Linked DNA regions of Danio rerio: region 1 is linked to region 2. A link is a contact called in public Hi-C data. All regions are on one chromosome and are shown on one strand. Each heading gives the region's core, a stretch centred on a gene start, on an enhancer-like site or on the middle of the called end of the contact. The rest is flanking DNA. Distances are from core to core; before and after follow the strand shown. Region 1 overlaps miip (migration and invasion inhibitory protein). Region 2 holds the start of trim62.1 (tripartite motif containing 62, tandem duplicate 1).

Region 1 (3,144 bases), core at 67-2,566, 52 kb after region 2:
ACAGAAGAACACTTTCGCATGTCGAGATGTTCATGATATGTGTGTGTGCTGGCGCTCACGGGCTGTTTCACGGGCACATGCAAGGTTGAAGGTAAACAAACAGCGGCTTATCATAAGCATCTTATCGATGATTATTTACACAGTTGGCATTAAGATGAACATATAAACGTTATCTGACTAACATCTAGCAGCTAAATGTGTCTTGGAAAATATTCAAAAGCTTTTATTCCCATAAACCGCGTGTACGTGAATGCATCTGACTGTTGTGATTGGCTAAAGCAGACGTCTCACGTCAGCACGTTCTAGACGTGCACACGCTCTTTTCGGCAATCTTCCTTCTGCGTTCACACAGTGCAGCATTCCGGCAAATTATCGGTTATATTATATCGGTTATCGGGTAAATTATCGGTTAAAAGGACCTGTTCACTCATACAGACCTTTCCGGAAAATTGCATGACAACACTAGTCACAGTTATAGTAAAGATTATTGTAGGCATTGAAAGCAATATGGGTGATTCTTTTGCATGTATATTTGACATTTCAAAAAGGTGAGGAATAAAACTCTTTAAAAACAGCAATTATTTCCAGAATCTTATTGTAAGCATATTTAATTTTTATAATTCAGCTTTTTTCCAAACATAAATGATTAAATGTTTTACTTTTAGGGAAATAAACAGTTTTTCTATTGTTTGGGAAATCTGCTTTGGATGATTTGGTAATGAATAGAAATAATAAATCATAGCAAGAACAATTCTTAAGGGTAGTTACTAAATTGTAAATGAATTGACCATAACAATGTTATTATTTTTATTTTTATTTATTTATTTATTTATATTTTTTTGGCCCACCTGGAATGTCACTTGGCCCACCCTAAAGTTCCAATCTGTAGCCGGACCTGTTTCCCCATTCAGACAGAATGCCCGAGTATACTGCCTGAGAGGCGTTTTAAAGATGGCCGCTGAGTGAAATGACTTTCCTTTAGCATTGACTTTTCTTCAGAGTCGTTTTCATATAAACAAGTATGTTCACTTAGCATAATTCCTAAATATCCGCAAACACATTAAGAGCCTTTTATGCTTCAGAAGTGTAGAAAACTTACATACAGCACCTTTTAAGCCTGTATCAACTAATTGCAAGTATATTCTGTGATGCATTGTGGGACTTTGCTCTTCACAAAGCATGAAACGACACGTTAACCTTTACCCTAAGCTATTTTAAGACATCATTTTGTTTCTCACTGACTTTTGAAGCGGTCTTTAAATGAGAAGTTAGTTTTAAAATAGTCTCAGACAGAGAGGAAGCAGGAACCAAACTTGTGTGTGTTGCACAAACTCCAACAAGAGCAGTAAAAACATTGCTTTATGCTCTGTTATGCCTCCACTGTTTCTTTGTTTAGTTTACCATAAGTTGCATTTAATCGTTTGGGTGTTTTTGTTATTACAGGCTCTTGGCAATTGACTTGAGAAGGAAATCCAAAACAAATGTTGCAAAAAATAAAAACCCCAAATGAACAGGAAGTGAAAATGGGAATTAAGACAATGGAGGAGGCGCGAAGATGTGCTGTGACTCATGTTGAGGAAATATTTTTCTGCTCCATTGAAGTTAATCACATATGAACAATGATGATAACAATAAAAATTATACAAACTGTTGCCAAATATTTCTGGCTTGTGCATTGTTAGTTTGAGATAATACGAGTAGCTTGTCGTAATTTAATCATGAGACCATGAGTCATTTTTCTGCCATGAAACTTCTATAAACGGAAATTACTACAAATAGTGCAAATAAATACTAGTGCAAATAAAATAAAAGAAACATAAATAAATAAAAATGAATAAAATAAAATATAAAATGAAATGAATTAAAAAATTAAATAAATAAATAAATAAAATAGAATTTTTTTTTATTTTAATTCAATAAAAAAATGTTTTAAATAAAGTAAAAAAATGTATTATAAAATAAAATTAAAATTAAAATAACAAAATAAAATAAAAAATAAAATAACATAAAAAATAAAAATAAATAAATAAAATATAAAAAAAAATCAAATAAAAAAAAATTTAAATGAAAATGAAATACAAATAAAATAATAATAAAATAAAATAAAATAAACAAAAAATGTAAAAAAAATAAATACATAAAAATAATACAAAAATAAAATAAATAAAATATTTTTTGTAATAAAATAAAACAAAATGTAAAAAAAATTAAAATTACAATAAGATTTTTTGTAAAAATAAAATAAAACAAAATGTAAAATAAAAAAATTAAAAGAACATAAAATCAACATTATCAATGCTGTAAAAGGTCCCTTATAGAACTGAAAATAGTCACATCTATGGCATGAAGATTTCAATGACTGAACAACACTTGAAAACACTCTCCATCAGCTTTGGGGGACTAAAATAGATTTAAAGCATAACATTACCTGTCTAACAGAAATACTTCAGCCATGGTGTCCTCCTTCCTCCAGCGTGCAAAACTAACTCCGATATTGATTCGGGATTTTAAAAAGTTGATTCAGCATTGTCAGTGCTGTCACTCTCTCGTGTGCACGTGAATGCGGCGGGTCTGTGTGAACCGCTGTGCAAATCTACTTTTGTTGACAGTTTGGACTACTTAACAGAATTATGGGAGATATCAGCCCGATACTATTTTAATTGGAAGAACATTTATTAGTTTTATGCGTCACCCAGAATATAAAAATACATATAAACACATTTACTTTATTCATCACTATTGGATTGTGAAGAGACTTTCAACCAGCACAACAAAAAAAGTTTCTGAAGACAGTCACCTACTGCACCTTAAACTGTAATGATTACCGGCTTTTTTATGCAGGTATTTTCAGCAATAGAAAATTTACCCTTTACTGTAGTCAAAAACAAGTGCTGACCACTGATTAAACACTGATGAAATACTGCACACTGATGAGGGAAAACCCATATGTTCACAAAGTTTGTGATGAAGATGAGGTTGTTTCCTTATGCAAAATACATTTGAGGATTGAAATCAAATTTAGCTGCTTTATTTTAGAGGTTTAATGAAAAGTGGATCATTTTTGACCTTAAGGATGAACGGTGCATACAGAATTCTAAGACAACAGGACGGTTAAAGGTGTGTGTTTTCTCAGCATTAGTATAT
Region 2 (3,032 bases), core at 481-2,980:
TCTATCTCTTTGATTTGACATTTTATCAATGAAAATAGTCTGTTTTAGCTATAATTTTATATTTTTTCTCTGTTGTGTTGTGTGATGTGGTTGTGTAAAATGGTGCTATATAAATAAATTTGACATTGACAAAAAATAAATAAATGAATAAACCACAGATGAAACAAATATAGATGCAATTCATTACTGTATCACTTTTTATTCAAATATTAACTTTAAGGGTTTTAATAACCTTTCATTACTTTCCCCATAACATTATTTTACTTATTGTTATTTGTGCAGGTTTTCAAGACTTCCATGATATTATCACATCCATTTAACGAACAAACTAAACAATTAAATACATAAACTAATTATGAAACAGGTTAGTTTATTCAGTTTGCCACACCACATCCCTTCAACATTAACAAGACCTGCACAGAATTTAAGATCTGAAACGAATAAAATACATGCAAAACCATTTATCTTTAAAGCAGGTTATTGAGGTTGCCATCACTGACTTGCACTAAACTTAATTGGATCTCTCCAAGTCAATTTAAATCAGTGGTGTAAAGAAATCTTTGTTTTTGAAACAAATGAAGACAGCAGAAGTCAATGATTCATTTTCATTATTCAGTCGGACATGTTTTTGCTCCAAAATATTTTAAATGTTTAACAAATTAAAATATATTGTGTTTAATGGGGGAAAAGTTTTATTTTTTTTCCCAGACATTTAAAAAGAATATATTTTAGAGCAGTAATCGCACAACTGTCAAACCGTGATACTTTTATCCAAGGTTATCATACCGTCAGAATCTTACTGTATACCAGCTCATGCCTACTGGACAATGAACAAATTGCCATGAATAATTGTTTATCATTTAAACCTGTAAAATCAGAATTAAAGATTTTTTTGTATGTAGATTGAAAAAAAAAAATGGAATAAAAGAAAAATAAATGAATAAAGCACAGATTCAACATGAACAGATGTTTGCATCACTTTTTTTCTTCTACAAATATTACCTTAAGTTCTGGATTTTAATAACCTTTTATTATTTTCTGCATAACATTATTCTGCTTATTGTTATTTGTGCAGGTTTTCAAGACTTCCATGAAAATATCACATCCATTTAACCAATAAACCGAATAGTTAAATAATTAAACTAATTATAAAACAGGTTAGTTTATACAACTTGCCACTCCACATCCCTTTAATATTCAACACGACCTGCACAGAATTTAAGATCTGAAACGAATGAAATAGATGTAAAACTATGAATCTCTAAACCAGGTTATTGAGGTTGCCACCATAGACTTGCACTAAACTTAATTGGATCTCACCAAGTCCATTTAAATCAGCCGTGTACACACCAGAAAAGCTTCCGTACACCATGGTAATTCAACAAAAGTTACTAACATCTCTTGTCTGTTTCAGATTACACCTTTTCAGCCATTCCTCCTCCCTTTTCCCCGTTATCTTCATCGTGTTGTTTATCAAAGCCGGTTGCTAAATAATTAGCCAGCTAGCAGGATGTGTAAACAGATTTTCCATCTATTCGATCTTGTGCAAAAAAACTGACATTATGACTTCATTCGCTTACCCAAAACGGTCCTGGCGCGTTGTACACTGGAAGCAGCCGACTGTCACATAATTAGGAGAGCGGGTCGTGGTTTTAATTCAACATTTTCATCACGTCAGACCCTTCAAAAGCTGAAGCGACCGACCGACCGCACGCGCAGCTCTTCACAATCCCACTGCTCCACACTCGATCCAGAGGCGCACAGCAACGGAGCGAACCAACTGCACACGGGGAGGGACATTCACACACAGGGGGTAGACTGATACAACTCTGTCATTATAATTATATGTAGAATAAATTTAATTAATTAAAGATTTAATTTTCCCTATGTGTTGATTATCTGGGCTGATTTCTTGACATATTTAAGAAGATATTTTTTCACGGATGAAGGGTAAATCCCTCCCGTTGCTGTGATGGTTCAGCTCAAGCTTCCTCATCACAGGCAGAAATGAGCATATGATAATATCAGTGATTGCTCGCACTCTGCTGGCGTGTTTGTAGGTCGAATGTAAAGACAAAATTGGTTTTATACGAGTTCAGCATACTGGTAAGTTCTTTTTAAATTAAGGACCAGTTTTAAACCACAAAGTCAAACCATACTTCATTATAATTTAAGCTATTTTTTTGCTTGTCCTACATCCCATAAGAATATATAACATTCTAATATATTTCTGCGCACCTTTATCTATTATTAATGTTTTATTATTCTAATTTGCTTGTATTATAAGCCTTTTATTATTATATTTTTGTTATTTTGTATCATAAAAACTGTTATAATAATAATAATATCTGTTTTGTGTAGTAGTAGTAATAATAATAATAATAATAATAATAATAATAATAATAATAATAATAATAACAACAACATTATTATTGTGGACGAATGCATTTATATTATGATATATAACATTTACATTTTACATTCACGCATTTTGCAGATGCCTTTATCCAAAGCTACATACATTGCATTGAAGGTACACATTTTATCAGCTCTCACTTTTGCTGCACAAGGATCAAACCCACAACTATTTTTTTCTTTACCTGATTAGAACAATTTTTAAAACTTAGCACTTTTCTCAAGCCATTTTGACCAAAAATACATATTTTATAAATGATTTTCATATTGCAATATATAAAAACGAATCCAGGTTTGGGGCAAAAAAAATAAACAGTTTTGAAAATAAATAATAATTCATTCATTTTCTTTTCGGCTTAGGTCCCTTTATTAATCTGGGGTTGCCAAAATAAATAAATGGAAAGAAATTAAAAGTTGAATAAAAATAAAAAAAAATAAAAATTAATATTGCAATTAATTGCAATAACAATGAAAGCAACAGCAATAATAATAAATTATTAATAAATTAATAATTGATTTATTAATTTATAAATTGTTAATTATTAATTCTAAACTATTTTACATTTATTTATGTATTTAATATTATTTTATATTACATCATATAATAAATATTAAAA

The links. Hi-C and Micro-C count contacts between places; a contact is called where the count stands out from the background.
Region 1: a Hi-C map of an unstated tissue shows a contact between it and region 2, with 2.6 times the contacts expected there. The contact joins the enhancer-like site here to the promoter of trim62.1 in region 2. A contact is called at or near these places in 3 of 18 Hi-C or Micro-C datasets (caudal fin, hematopoietic stem cells and an unstated tissue) and 1 of 4 datasets of contacts at active chromatin or transcription factors (caudal fin).

Annotation. Positions count from the first base shown.
Region 1 is chr11:43,119,780-43,122,923 of GRCz12tu, forward strand. All of the region lies in intron 16 of miip (migration and invasion inhibitory protein), which reads right to left. All of the region lies in intron 1 of LOC141376672 (a long non-coding RNA gene), which reads left to right. Among named protein-coding and RNA genes, the nearest start is that of tnfrsf1b, 13 kb to the left of the region's middle. Within about 2 kb of position 1,317, at least 6 of the 62 cell types and tissues checked have an H3K27ac peak or open chromatin away from gene starts, as enhancers often do. A contact at or near this core is called in caudal fin, where this site is marked.
Region 2 is chr11:43,067,783-43,070,814 of GRCz12tu, forward strand. trim62.1 (tripartite motif containing 62, tandem duplicate 1) reads right to left here and starts at 1,731. Exons shown (of 6, transcript NM_001080674.1): 1 at 1,581-1,731.